3 separate regions of the Mus musculus genome follow, and all the other regions are linked to region 1. The links are chromatin contacts, called in public Hi-C and HiCAR-type maps. All regions are on one chromosome and are shown on one strand. Each heading gives the region's core, a stretch centred on a gene start, on an enhancer-like site or on the middle of the called end of the contact. The rest is flanking DNA. Distances are from core to core; before and after follow the strand shown. Region 1 holds the start of Ccdc191 (coiled-coil domain containing 191). Region 2 holds the start of Gap43 (growth associated protein 43). Region 3 holds the start of Btla (B and T lymphocyte associated).

What was found. A called contact is a pair of places that touch in the nucleus more often than the background predicts. HiCAR-type assays count read pairs that join an accessible place to other places.
Region 2: a contact with region 1 is called in a HiCAR-type map of astrocytes, with 4 times the contacts expected there. The contact joins the promoter of Gap43 here to the promoter of Ccdc191 in region 1. A contact is called at or near these places in 1 of 39 promoter capture datasets (cranial neural crest) and 2 of 115 datasets of contacts at active chromatin or transcription factors (astrocytes and embryonic forebrain).
Region 3: a contact with region 1 is called in a Hi-C map of B cells, with 6 read pairs. The contact joins the promoter of Btla here to the promoter of Ccdc191 in region 1.

Annotation. Positions count from the first base shown.
Region 1 is chr16:43,887,222-43,892,133 of GRCm38.p6, reverse strand. Ccdc191 (coiled-coil domain containing 191) reads right to left here and starts at 2,232. Exons shown (of 16, transcript NM_027801.1): 1 at 2,096-2,232. The coding sequence starts at 2,143. It overlaps Qtrt2 (queuine tRNA-ribosyltransferase accessory subunit 2), which reads left to right and starts at 2,458. Exons shown (of 9, transcript NM_001356329.1): 1 at 2,458-2,567.
Region 2 is chr16:42,338,228-42,343,139 of GRCm38.p6, reverse strand. Gap43 (growth associated protein 43) reads left to right here and starts at 2,489. Exons shown (of 3, transcript NM_008083.2): 1 at 2,489-2,667. The coding sequence starts at 2,638.
Region 3 is chr16:45,221,828-45,226,739 of GRCm38.p6, reverse strand. Btla (B and T lymphocyte associated) reads right to left here and starts at 2,403. Exons shown (of 6, transcript NM_001037719.2): 1 at 2,279-2,403. The coding sequence starts at 2,387.

The DNA of each region.
Region 1 (4,912 bases), core at 983-3,482:
ACTATTAATGCATAGCAATAGCTTCAGCAACACTACTGTCTTTAAGCTGTCTTCTCACTAAAGCATATGGAAAGGTAGCCTTCATCCTTTCCTCCCAACTTTTCACTGGCAAGTTCAGCACTGACTAGCAGGGAACGCGCATTAAACCACAGGAGAAGAAACAGGAGGCCTTGTCTGTGACATCCTTATCACTCCTGGCTACCTTGAGATTGTAATGTACTAGGTCTGTAGTCTAGGCATCAGCATTTTTTTTTTTATGTCTTAGTTCTCCAGGGCTAAGAGTCAACGTATAGAAGTATGTATTCTATATTCGGGTATAGAAACATTACTTCTCATGAAACCCATACAAACACTGTTTAGTTCACCTCTTTCTGCCATTTTCTGCTTAACGACTGTTATGGTCCTTTCTTTTCCTGTTTGTAGAAGTAGCCAGATGCCTTCCAGTCCTTCCTACACCTGAGATGTCTGATAAAACAGGAGTGGGGGGTGTGGAACAAAACTACTCAACTTGTACTGTTGTACCAAGCCTAAAACGAACGAAACAAATTAATCTCTACCCAGATCAGTCAGCTATTAACCTGAACTGAGAAATGGAGACCACAGGGAGCCTCCTCTGTTCTCTGACATCCAGAAGCTCACAGAACTCTAACAGCCACTGAGTAAGCAAGGGGATTTGCTTTGCAAAAATATTCGGGGTTTGTTTTTTTTTTTTTTTAAAACAACGGGACAAGAAACCAATCAACTGGCACAAGAAAGTTGCTGTAAAGGGTATAATATCCTCCCTCACTTACCTAACACTTCACCTTCATCTCACCTTACACACAATTAATGCAGCTGTTCTGTCTAAATAACTGTCATGGCAACAAAGAAAGAGCTGATCTTATTCAAACACAGTTGAATTTCAAGGCGCTCATGGATTTTACTTTATCCTCTAGACAGTAATAATGAGCACTATCAGGGGGGAAAAATCCCTCTTTTTGTAGTTCTAAGTTGTCCCAATTTTTTTTTTTTTTTTTTTTTTGCCTTGCATCATCAAATCTATATTCATATGCTATTTCGGGCCCCATCTATTATGCAATGGAGCAACCTCAGTTTCCACTCACTAATGCTCTGGCCTGTGCCCTCTGGTATCTGGAGCATGGTTTTCACTAAGCGGAATGTGCCCTGTGCACACAGCTGCTATATTTAGGATAACCCACAAGAATGATTACCTGGGGCCCCCACAAAAGCCACTCGTCTAAGAGGATTTTTTTTTCTTTTTACAGGAAAGTAAAACTGAAAGGTAAGAGCAGCTGGTGAAACTGCTCTGCTGCTGAAAGCTGAAGCCCCTCCATTTCAATACTCTCCTTTACATTTAAAGCATCTATTTTTGTGACTGTTAAGAGGTATTCTGGAAGGCACACTTGGTGTGGCTGTGACTTTGCATGGCTGTGACTTTTGTAATGTTCCAAGTTTTAAATGGTGTCTCTTTTATTTTTAATTACCCCCCACCCCCACCCCAATTCTTCCTCAACCTCCTGATGCCTTTAGGTGCTAATACACAGAAGAGGTAAGAGATACAGGGAGGCTCTAACTTTGAATGCTCGTGAAATTTAGAGATAACCATATGGATAAAGTATTGAGATACAACCATCTGGACTTCTGGGTTCATTTTAGATACCTTGTGTAAAACTGGAAAGGGAAAGATATAAGGGATAACGTCAGAGAATTTCGTGTGATGATTTTTTTTTTCCTTTTAAAGACCCCTTAACTCAGATTTGAAGGGGGCAGAAGAAAATGTGCGGAAAGTTTCCTAAAATTGGTGGCAGAGTAAGGATTAGGGGCAAATTCCCCTCACCATGATGGACACTAGGAGACCTCTCCATAGATAGAAATAATCCTTACAGGATGCAGCCCATCACAGTAGTGAGTACACAGACCCTTTGGCTCCTTAAATCACGCTACCTAGGGCTGTGCAGGCTCTAGGGTAGCCAAGGCCAGGTAAGGATGCCCCCGGGGGAAGAGTGAGGAAGCGCAGGGCGGGAAGCGGCTGGCTTCAGGACTGTGTGGCGCCTAGGGCCGGCCCATGTTCCTCAAAGCTCCCGACTGGGATCACCTTGAGATTCAGCTTCCTTGATAACCGTTTCCAGCGACTCAGCTCCATCTTCTTCTTTGAGGCGGACCCTCCCTGGGGCGCCAGCAGCACGTTTTGCACTCTCGGGCCTAGACTTCGGCCACAACAGAGACAACTGCGCCTCCTCCCAGACTGCTTTCAGGTGGTTCTGGGAGTTGTAGTTCTGCCACCTAGCAGCTAGACAGGGGTCAGACATTCCGGAACTACTACTCCCAGGAGGCGTTGCGCGGGAAGCTTGCTTTCACGCTGTTACTATGGCATCGGCGGAGGTCACTGGGCTTCTTTAGCAGGGCCTTTGCGTAATTCTGGCGCTTGGTGATGACGCAGAAATTCCGGATTGGCTCTGCGGCGGAGACCGTGGTTTAGTGGGCCAAGGGTTCTACGAGTCGGAACACGTGTTATCTCTTGCGAAGAGTTTAAGGGTCCTGAGGGTGCGGAGTTGTGTTATCAACCGGTGAGTGTTCCTTTTCCTTGTTGAGGGAGGGTGAATAGCGCCCACTTTTTTTTTTTTTTTATTGCGTTGCAGTCTTGTTCCCACCTCGTCATTACTTGGTTTCTTGTTGGTCTAGGCTTTTGCCAGCTCCGAGTCTCCCAGTGTGATTGCCAGTTACAGTTCAGAAAGAAAAGGACCTCCGTTCTCCTGGCCTCTGCCAGAGAATGAGCTTCTCAGCTGCAAGTTTTTCTGAGTTTAGCAGTTACTTGGGAAGCTATACGAATAGGAAAGTCTAGGGCTCCTGGGATGGCTAATGGAACTAAGGGAAAATTGAATCTAAATAGCCATGCCTGGATGTTGTCATGAACAGCCCACTGAAGGCGTGTGTGCTTTCAAGGCAGGGCAGAAATTCAGAACTGGAGCTTTGGACCCGGCCACTTGTTGGCAATTCAGCTTACTTACTGGCAAAATGGGATTGTACCTAAACCCTGGGAGTATTGTAATGATTGAAAAAGCAACGTGTGTAAAACATTCTGCCAGGGAATCTAAACCAAACTATAAACTGGTGGAAATATGATAAGGAAAGCTGTGCCCCATAGACCTAGCACCTGCCCTCTAACTTGAGTGTGAACCAGTAAGAACATTGTTGAATGGGCTGTGTTACGTTCAGACTTTCCGCTGTCTCAATGGTAGTTAGTTCTTTTGGAAGAGTTAGTTTCATGGCGATTTTTTGGAAGGTGTGCCTATTTTTTCCTGAATGAAAAGCAGAGTTCAGAGAAGTGCATATAATACAGTGTGTGTCCATTTTTGGAGAACAAGTGTGTTTAAATGTTTGGATGAGTCTGGAGAAAGGCTGTCAATTTGGAGAAGATGGCTTAGAGGTAGAGGGGCAAGATGGGAAAAGAACAATTACACTGTAGCAAAATGGGAACTATCACAGTTAATATGGAAACATTGTATTTGACAAATTTCAGTTTCTTTTAAGCCACTAGCCTATATTATAGCCTCTAAAACTAATACATCTATAATTCCAGTAACAACTCTGCCAGTTACTACTGGTAACTGTCTTAGTCACTGTTCTGTTGCTGTGAAGAGACACCATGACCAAAGCAACTGTTATAAAAGAAAACGTTTGATTGAGGGCTTGCTTACAGTTTTAGAGGTTTAGTCCATTATCATCACAGCAGGAAGCATGTTGGCATGCAGGCAGACGCCTGAGCAGTAGCTGAGAACTGCATTCTCATCCATAGGAACAAAGAGAATTGGCATGTACTTTTGAAACCTAAAAGCCAGTGACACATTTCCTCCAACAAGTCCATAACTCTTATCCTTCTAATCCTTTCAAATAGTACAACTCCCTGGTGACTAAGCATTCAAATATATGAGCCTGTGGGGGCCATTCTTACTCACACCCCACAGCGACTTTATTAGCTTCACTTGACTAGTTTATAAAATAAAGGTGAGTAGGGTCTGTGTTGTATTTGTTTTGAGGGTTAATGTAGTTAATGTATCAAGCATGGTAAGTACCCAATAAATGTAACTACTATGATTGTTAGGCCTTTCAATGGATGAAGTTACCATTTGCTTTTTTTGTTGTTGGGGTGGTGTCTCATTCTGTAGCCCTGTCTGGCCTGAAACACACTCTAGAGTCAGGCTGGCCTCAAACTTAACAGAGATTTGCCTGTCTCTCTGCCTCCCAGGTGATAGAATTAAATTATGTGCCAGCATTCTCTGCTGGATCCTTCCTTCCTCCTTTTCTTTGTTTCTTAAAGGTTTATTTTTCTTTTCTGTGTATGAATATTTTTGTGTACATGTATATATGTATACCACAAGTGTGCATGGTACCCTCAAGTGAGAATAGGAAACCCGATCTTCTAGAACTGGAGTTACAAGTGATTGTAAACTGCCATGTGCTGACTAGGGACCAGACCTGGTTCCTCTGCACCAATAGCAAGTTCTTTTAACCACCGAGCCAGTTCCCCAGACCTGCATCTTATATTTTTGATGTGCCTCATTGGGTTTATCTCTTTCTTATTTATTTTTTTAAACTTTCATTGGATAATTGGATATTTCTTCAAATTTCTTCTGTATTTCTTTCTAACAGGTTTGGATAGCATCATCCATTCCCATGAGGGATATTTCCAAACTCTTAACACATGTGCCTAATAAAGTTTAGTATTGTTAGTGTATCTCTCTCTCTCCCCTACCAATTAGGGAAAGAATTTTAAAATATTGCGACATCCATCATTTCTGAATCAGCTTGGTGCATCGAATTGTTTGGAAGTTCTTCATAGTCTCTTTCTATGTGTACATAATTGGTAACTTTATATGGGGAAGGTGGGAGAGAAATGGATGTTTAATATTTA
Region 2 (4,912 bases), core at 1,240-3,739, 1.5 Mb after region 1:
AATGTATTAGCTTGCTCTGTGTGTTTTCTGAAGAACATGGTGCTTTATGATTTTGGAAGATGGTTCTTCATGGGTGGATCTAACAGTTTGAGCTTGATGGATGCTCATTTTAACACCAAGTCTCCCTAGGTTGTTCACTAAGAACCAGGAACAACGAGGTACATACACCTATTGAGTGGTAATATAGCTTGGTTGTTTGAAAGGCTTTGAAGTCTTAGGTTTATCTCCTATTAGCTGGATGAGCAAGTCAAAAATCCCCAGTCTTGGAATCCCATCAAAATGAGGTCCAGGCTGTACCCATGGCACTGACCACCAGACAAAGAACTCACAGAAGCTGAGGAGGAAGCCAGCGCTACAATTGTGGTGTAACATTCCATTGTGCAGTTCAATCCTTACCCAGGGCTGATTCCATTCCTCCTTTTTCTGACTGTAGTCTGCCACATTGTTTTTCAAGTTCCTTCCCATAAACAAAACAGCAAGGAAAGCTAGGAGAGATTCTGAGGTAGCGGAGGACAGAGAAGGGAAAGACAATGATCTTATGGCTTGAGCAATAAACCCCATTTTAGTGGTAAAAGGTAAAAGAAGTTATTTCTTCTCCGACACTCACAGCTCTGCAGGCAGGCCGGGCTTCCTCCCTTTGGTCCTTTCTAGCACTAGAAGACTGATTCTAATCCCTAGCTTCAATGTTTCCATTAGGAGTCACTTCTCATCCATTCTCTGCCCTCTTCTGTCACTTATGTCCATGGAAGCTGGTTTTGAAGACTCAGCTCTGACAGGGATTATTGCAAAGTTAAGAGACTATTAAACCCAGAATGTAGGTATTTTTTTTAAAGAAAATCATAAAGTATGAAAACCAAGGAACACAAGGAGGGGGGGGGGCAACAAATGGCTTCGCGTTGTAAATTGGGTCACTCTCAGAGAGACGCCCTAGTGTTAATTTCTAACCATCATCCCTAGTATCACCATCACTGACTCTGGCCATCTTTTAAAAGGCGTGCCCCTTAATCTATTAAGTAGGCTCTCAGCAGTTCCAAAATAAACATGATAGCACGTTGTCTGCCCGTTGTCTGTTAAAAAAAGTTCATGTCTAGGAGGGATAAAGAACAACATGAGCTATTTAATTAGATACTTGTCATCAGTAATGAACAATAAGAAATCATCTGGAAAGTTCTTTGACGTAGTCACTTAGAAATGTTACCAACATTTCAGAAAAGTTGTCTGTAAAACTACCTATGTCAAGAGTGGCTCCAGAGTGTCCTGTGCACATTGCCTCCCGTCCTAAAATGTGTTGGCATGACTGACATTATTATAGCCACTTTATAGATGTAAAGGGCTCTCCAAGGCCACACAATACCAAATGTCTAAACTTTGCACAATACAGATTTACAAGTCATATCGCCCCCCTCCCCCCAGAATAGCAGAGGCACTAGAAGGAACTGAGGTGGACTTCATGGTATGCATCTTTCCTCAAGACAGAGTTTACCTGTGTCCATTGCTCTCAGAATGTAAGACATTAAATGTTAGTGTTACAGAAATCTGTCATTCACAGACACTAAGCTAATTAGAAAGAATCACAACTGTCAAAGAAGCTTGTGTGCATAAGCAAATAACCCACTATGTAGTTTTAGATATGGAGTCTAATTCCTAGACCATAGTTTATTCCACATTCAAGTGCTCAGAATGCTTGACTGCTGTGTGTGTGTGTGTGTGTGTGTGTAGCGTACTGACACATTTGTAGGTGATATATTTGTGCATAGCTAAGAGTATCATATGTGTGCAGTTAGGTTATATAAATAAAATCAGTTAGTGTTGAGAAAACTGAACCTCCATGATTATCAACTGCGCGTAAAATCTAATGGCAGCTGTAACTTATGTGCACCTCTAGGTCCTCTTTGCATTTTCCTTCTTGTGGTACTGGGAAAGAGGAGAGTTAGAAAAGAAACAGGAGCATTCCTCGGGCCCCACTTCCCTAAAACATGTTCCATCCAATCTCTCCAACTCTCTGGAATATCCTTTCTACCCCCACCCCATAGCCCTCCCAATGCAGTGCGGAAAGTCAGTGGGTAATTGGGTCCAGATTGGAGGTGTTTAAATATTCATGAGGCTGGCAGGGGACTGGGAGGGGGTGACTGTCTAGAAATGGGGGTAGGGGCTACGGGAAGTGATTAGTCACTGGAAGCTAGCAAACAATTCTGAGAAAGGGACCCAGGGAGAAGGAAGAAAAAGATTGGGTGGGGAGTGGAGGAAAGAGGAGAAGGAAGGAAGGAAAAGGAGAGAGGAAGGAAAGAGGAGGAAGGGACGAGAGGGAGAGAGAGGGGGAGAGAGGGAGAGAGAGAGAGAGAGAGAGAGAGAGAGAGAGAGAGAGAGAGAGAGAGAGAGAGAGAGAGAGAGAGAGAGAGAATGTGCGTGTGCGGTGAGCAATAGCTGTGGACCTTACAGTTGCTGCTAACTGCCCTGGTGTGTGTGAGGGAGAGAGAGAGAGAGAGGGAGAGGGAGGGAGAGGGAGGGAGGGAGGGAGAGCGCGCTAGCGCGAGAGAGCGAGTGAGCAAGCGAGCAGAAAAGAGGTGGAGAGGGGGGGAATAAGGAAGAGAGGAGGAAAGGAGAGAAGGCAGGAAGAAGGCAGGGGAAGATACCACCATGCTGTGCTGTATGAGAAGAACCAAACAGGTAGAGCTAAAGATTTCTTTTTTACTTCTTTGCTGTTGTGAAATTATCAGAGTACAGGGTTTCCTCGTGAAAGGCAGAAAAAAAAATTTTTTTTTTTAAAAAAAAACTGCTTCTGCCCTGGCATGATGCTCTGGCTTCCTTAGCATACGGTAACTGATGCTTGCATCCCGGCGTTATTCTTTTCTGCCTTTCATGATCTGGTTTTTGGAATGCTGCTACTAATTAGGGTAAGGGGAGAGAAATATGCCGGCTTGGCTAGAAATATGATTCCCCTCGCCTATTAGTAAGTGCTCAGCCGCTAGGTCTCTGGTTTTGAGGGTGTGGATGCAGAAAGGGGTGTGGGGACGATGTGGGCTCTATCTACGAGATCAAAAAAGCTAATCTTGATATTATTTGTGGAAAATTAGGTCTGGGGGAATTATAGTCACATTTCAACATTGCCTGTTCCGTGATTCAAATTTTCTCACATGTGCCGCGGAAGATACCTGATTTCGTGCTCGCGTGAGCTTCAAAGGGGCGCAGGTGTATGTGGGAAAACATGTGAAGGTTTTATTTATTTATTTAACGAATGAATGAAACTGATTTAGGAGATTTTTTATTTTTTAAAGAGAGCCTAAAGACAACAAGGGTTGGGGGAGAACTGCCTATGCCGAGGGGGAAAACCCCCTTCCTGAGATCAGGAACGGATTGTGTGCCAGCTGGTCCGGGAAGAGGATGGACCACGCCCCTAGGAGCTTTGAGCTGAGATGGGATGGGAAAGGGGAGCCGAGCCCGTATTACCTGTTGGAAACCGGGGCTTTTCTCTTTCCCCTCTTCCTGTGAGTCTTTGCTGGCATTAGCAGTGACCTGAGGTGTGTTAATATCCTGGAGGAGGGTGACTCGTGGTCCTCAGGATGAGGGACTGTCCAAGAGGAGCTAGAATCCCAATCCCCCACCTCCCCTCCCCCACCGCCTAGATTATTTTTTTCCATTTTATTTCAAATTGCTCACTTATTTCGTGAAAGACGTTTTAGAAACTTAATTGAGGTGAGGGTGCTTGGGATCCTGCAGTCATCCACAGCACAGGAACGCTCTCCAAATGTAGCCTTCAAACACCCCTAGGAGCATGTTTGAGTGATTTTTAGAGAAGGTTAAGAAAGAAAAAAATGGGTGTGGGGTTGGAATGAGTGTGTGTGCCTGTGTGTGAGTGTGCCCATGGCGGGGTGGGGTGGGATGGCAGTCGTGGTTGTAGACCCCCTCTGCAAACTGATTGCTGTAAGGGCGGGGTGCAAGACAGGGGTATTTGGCATTATTCTTGTGCAGGTATTGGAAATTGGACAATTTGTTAGACACTTTCTGAATCCAAAGGGGATGGGGGAGGGTACAGAGGAAACAGCCCTTCAGCCTGGCCACATGCAGCCAGCGCCCTGGAAGGAGGGGTGGGGGGTGGGGAAGAGGAAGGACTAGAAAAAGAGGTAAAAGCCAAATGCCAAAGTAGTTAGAGGAGAAGCAAGCCTACAATAAACAAACAAGCAAATAAATAAATGCAGATCCTTGGCTGTGAAGGGGTGAATGGAGAAAAGTCTGGCAAGGCGGGGCAGGGGGGGTGTTGCTGCCTGTATTTCTCTAACTGCTCTTGGTTCCAGAAACTGATACTTCCATTGGAACATTTGTAAACATTTATTCCCATGTCTTCCTTCATTTTGATATATGAATGTAACAGATACAGGTGCCAGGGGGTTAAGCACACCCTCAGAAAAAGGTTGCAAGATGACTGCACTGGCCAGCTGGTAAAATACAATTTAGGAAGGTGGAGCCTTAAGGAAACCAATGCTATTCGTTTTAAAGGCTTGGATTTTGGAAAGAAAAGTGTGGCTGGCTGACAGCTTGTTCCCACCCTATTTTTGTGCATGGGAGTATCCACACATATCCTTCAGTAAAGGGAACCAAGCATGGTTTATAGACAGGGAATTGGGGCTAACGGAATTCCCTCCCAAAAGAATGAGGACAGCTGCTTCCACTAGCTTCCTCTCACTGACAGCCCGGAGCACACACTCTGATGTGCAAAGTGATGAAGATGAAATTACGTGTTTAGGGACTTGTAGGAATTTGCATGTAAATGTGTACAGCATGCACATACTTCCAATGCAACCATTACGCATGTGCTCTGTATGGATTTCACATGCCTCCCTGTGCTTTAGCATCACTGATGTGAAGGAGGAAATGGAATGTCTAGCAACGGTTCTTTCTACGCACATGTTTTATG
Region 3 (4,912 bases), core at 1,154-3,653, 1.3 Mb before region 1:
AATTCCATAGTTACTGAAAGTCATAGGACTTCTTCAGACTATAAAGGCTATTTATGTCATTAGTATAATTTTAAGGAATGTATCCACTATCGGTTTTGTCCAGAAGAATAAATTTTTACAAAAGATTACTTTTTACATTCTTCTTTTGAAGGGAGGGGACAGCAGGGTGCTGAGAATAGTCTAAGCCCTCATTATGTTACGTAAGTGCTCTATCACTGAACCACCCTTCCAAAACTCACCAAATGCTCCTTTCTCGACCTATATTCTTTTAAAATATATTTTATTACATTTATTTAATGTGTATATGCACATGTGTGTGTGCATGTGCACTGGAGTGTGTGTGTGTGTGTTTGGGGGGATAACACATGAATAGGGATTAGAGAGAATATTAATAACTTTCAAGATTCCAGGTTAAGTTTTCTCCCTCTACCATGTGGGTCCTAGGGATTGAACACAATTTATCAGATTTGGCAGCAAGCACCTCTACCCACTGAGCCATCCTATCAACACCCAGTCTATGTTAGTAATTTAATATGAGCAACATTGTAATCCACCATAAAAACTGCTGAATAAGGCACCTGGCCTGTGCTTATCTAAATCTTTCCATTTCATTTTCTCTATATATTGATTTATTATGTTTGGGGATAAAAATTTCAAACAAAATATTAATTATTTGAAGCAAGTATTAGTGAGACATTAATAACAAAGCATGAAGTCAGAGCTAGACATAAGTAAAATGTTCTAGTCAAAACACAGTGACTACAGCTAATTATTTTAAAATTAAGATCTGGTAAATTTAAAATGATAAGTATGTAAGGTCATAGGCAAGTTAGCTCAATTGATTTAAACATTCTACAATGTATGCCTGCATTATAATCTTACTTCATAACTAAATATCTATAGCATTTGGCGATTTTTAAAACTAGATCTACTTAAGGTTTTAATGTTAAACCTAAGTTCTCATTTAATTGGATTTTATCAAAGGTACTGAAGGAAAAAACTATTGGCAAAGGTCACCATTAACATTTATCAAGCTTTAATTGCATCTACTTACCATAGCTAGGCACTATAGGTATAAGAAAAGGCCAACTGCTAGGTATAATTATATATTTTTTAATGAAGAAAGGAAAACTAAGAAAGGAGAAGAAACTTAACTGAGTTCATAATGTAAGTAGCAGAGGGAATAAATACTCCCACCTGATAACCAAGTTTCTGTGCGTAATAAATACCAGATTATAACATACTGGGTAGAAGAATATAATGCGAATTACAACCCCAATTGTGCTATAAAATTAAAAATATTTCCTTTGTTTCACAGAGTCCAGTCTGCAAGAGGTCCCTTAGAATTAAATAGAATTAATATTTGACTCCTCTTGTCTTTCAGAGGTGGGTAATAATAAACAAGGGCTTGAATGACTAAGAAGAAGTTCTACTCTGCTCTTGGCTAGGTGGTCTTGTGACATCAGATCATTGAATCCTAAACCTCACAGTTCCAGATTTCAAGATGACATTCCACAGGACCTCAGTGGTTCTATTTTTCAATCCAACACGAATGTGCCCAGTTGCTACACGTGTGATGGTGGAAGATAAATAACCCAAGGATCCCAAGCATTACAGACCTTGTCTTCATAAACTATGGAGAATTGTTTCCTATTTTCAGTTGGCGACCATTCACAAATCATCCTGTCCAGACAAACTAAAGCGACACTCATGATTTACTCTTCAGCCTCACATCGAGAAGCCTGCTTAGTACTCTCATAGTACACCCCACAGTATTCTCATAGTATACCCCACAGAAAGAAGGAGGCAGTCTATTTAGATTGAACATTATTTGAGTGTAACCATGGCCACAGCTATAACCACAAGTATCCAAAAGCTTTCCCACCCCAGTAAGCACTACAACATCCTGCTGACATCTGATACCAAGACATGAACGTAACAAGTCTTTTCTGTTAGCATGGCAGCCACAGAGAGTTTTGTAATAGTGACAAATCTGTACTGACACATTTATAACATCTGCTCAAATCTCTTCACTTACCATCAGGACCTGGTTTTAGGAAACTTAGCTCCAGCTATGGATCAGTTTTTGCTCTGTAGCCAGGTGAGTAGCATGTCCTAACTTCACTCACATCCTGGAGCGTTTTCAAGAAGCAAAAGGGACTCATCACTCTGAGCTATATATGCCCTGGACATGAACATCCCTCTCCACAGAGCAAGCTCAACTATCACTGACAGGAACCCCGAGGAAGAAAACCAGCTTTCTTAGTAGGTCCCTTACCATTCCTCTTAGTAGCTTTCTCACAAAGGATGCTCCAGAGGCCCAGATGGAGGATGAAGAATTCCCTAAATAACCGAGGAGTCCCAAGCATGGCAGGCACTGTCTTCATTCCCAGCACGTGTCAGGTAAGGGCAAACTTCCTCTTCCTCCCTAGAGATCTTCAGAGCTGGGTCACGTTATTCACACTAGCAGCATCTTAGGCCAAAATAAATTAATTAATTTAAATCAAATCAGGAGACCTGGTGGGAGAGGACAGTGTGAGTAGTCCGAAGGATTTGTGAGAGCAAGAGGCCCTGCTGTGGTTTTGTTTCTGATCCGACCTGCTGTTCTCTTTCAAGCCCTCTGATGTGCAAAGCAGCTGGCTCCTTGCTTCCGCTCTGCCACCATTCTTGCATAACCTTGAGGTTTTTCTCAAAGTGAACAATTAAACTTAAAAAAAAAAAGATCTAAATTGTTACAGTCTTTAGGTTTAGATTCTGATCAAATCAGGGTCAGGAAATTCATACAAAAAGTACCTATGGTAAGCATATATTTCCCCTTTTTATAGTTTGTGATTATGATACTTCATCAGTGTAATGTATCTTACAACCCTCCCCCCATGCTCCCATAAAGGCACAGTAAGATGAGAATGTTCCTTGTCATGAAACCAATGAAGACTTATCTGACGTTATGGAGAAAATGACTGACAGGGTGCATTTCATCAACAGAAGAGGGAAGGGCCTCCTTCTTCAGTCTGTAGATGCCTATCAACGGAATACATGCTTGCCGTTAGTACTAGCTACACGATCTTCCTAAATATTAAAGTTCTAAGCAAAATGAGCACTTGAGTGCCAATTAGAGGAAACTTTCATTTTCCGCATGCTTTATGTGGTTGTTGTCGAGATGAAGCAGTAAAGTAAGAAATGGAAAAAGTTCAAAATTGGATAGCTCAGGGTTGCTGAGGGGCTGTGGGCACGCAGCCCACGTTCAATCACTAGCTTATAACAACAGGAATTTGGTAATTCCAAATGGAGAGGTGGCACCTGTGCAGTTTAACTCATTGAATGAAATTGAGAAATCTTTCCCTCAGAGGCTAATGGTACCCTTCCAAGGCCAAACTCCATTTAGGGTACCTATTGCATATTTGTCCAGATAAGCCACAGTGGCTGGAATACCAACATGAGTGAACGCCGCTCCAGAATTTAAGGAACTCAGCCAATCCATGCTGATGCTCACGCACCCCTGGTACGCCAGATGATACAGGTAGTCTGCAGAGCTCCTAGAATCTGCACTGTTGACCAAGGAAGCACCCTGCTTATGGTTCATTTTATACAACTCATCCCCCTTCCTTGCTCAGAATGGGGTGCAAAACTCCTGTTGGCAGTAGAAACAAGGCTCAATGTACCTCTAAAATAGCCTAAGAGGTTTCGAAGAAAAGCCTTGAATCACCACCCATCCTAAAGCTCGAGATATCATCCAAACCACAAATAAACTCTGTCAACTCCAGACCATCATAGTTCTCTAGTGGTTCTTGTTCTCTCTCCTCCTCCCCCTCCCCCTCCTCTTCCTCCTCCTCTTCTTCCTTCTTTCGGTGTGTGTGGGTGTATGTAAATGTTTATGTAGGTGTATGAACATGCTGTGTGCTTTCTGCTGGATATATGCAGGGGTCAGACATCTTTCTCAATGATTCTGCCCCTTACTTTTATTTTTTTTTTTTTAGGACAGAGTCTCTCACTGAACCAGGAGCTCATCCATTTCGCTAGAGTAACTGGCAATGAGCTCCAGGAGTCGCCTGTCATTCACCCCAATGTACGACCATAACTGGCCTTTTATGTGGCTGCAGCGGATCTGAACACAGGTCCTCAGGCTTGCACGGAAGGAGCTTTACTGACAGAGCCATCTACCCAGCCTCATGATTTTCTTTTCATACAAAGGAATTCATACGAAGTAGATAACATTTGGAGCAATCTTATAAAACTTCTCACGAATTTGAAATGATGTCCATTCTGATATTTTATCAGTGTGTGTGGCTATTTATCCCTGCACAGTTGCAAATGCCATTGGCCAAGACTTTGACTCAGAATCTCATTCCTGTCTTTATTCTAGGGTAGAAATGAAAGAAGCCAGATTCAAAAATGCATTGCTCAGAGATAAGTCTGCCTTGCTTTGTGTTTATAACTTATCCAGTAGCTAGGTTTGTTTTTGTTTTTTTTTTTTTTTAAATCTCGAATCATCCCATTATAATCATGTACTGTTTAATCCGAAACTTGTAATTTCCATGTCAATGCACAAATTTAATGAGTTTACTGCATTCCTAGAAATGCTTTCTTTTGTATGCTAGGAACAGTTTTAAAAACACAAGTCCATTGCCAGTTTCATGTTGAATGACAAAAAGAAAAATGGAATTTGGGAAAATGCAAATTTATCTTCACAAAAATCCAAGAGCTGCTTGCATAGCAAATTATTTTCCTCACTTGCTGAGTCTGTTACTTTCAGGAATTATAAAGCAGCTTTATTTTCTGTAATATTTTCTCCAGGTGACCAGAAGAGCAGCAATCACAAACTTAAATACAACAATGTTAGACAGAGTCAAACACTCCTTAGTCTTGATTTTTAACCCCTTATGTACCAAATAATATTCCATAGCTTCTCCCA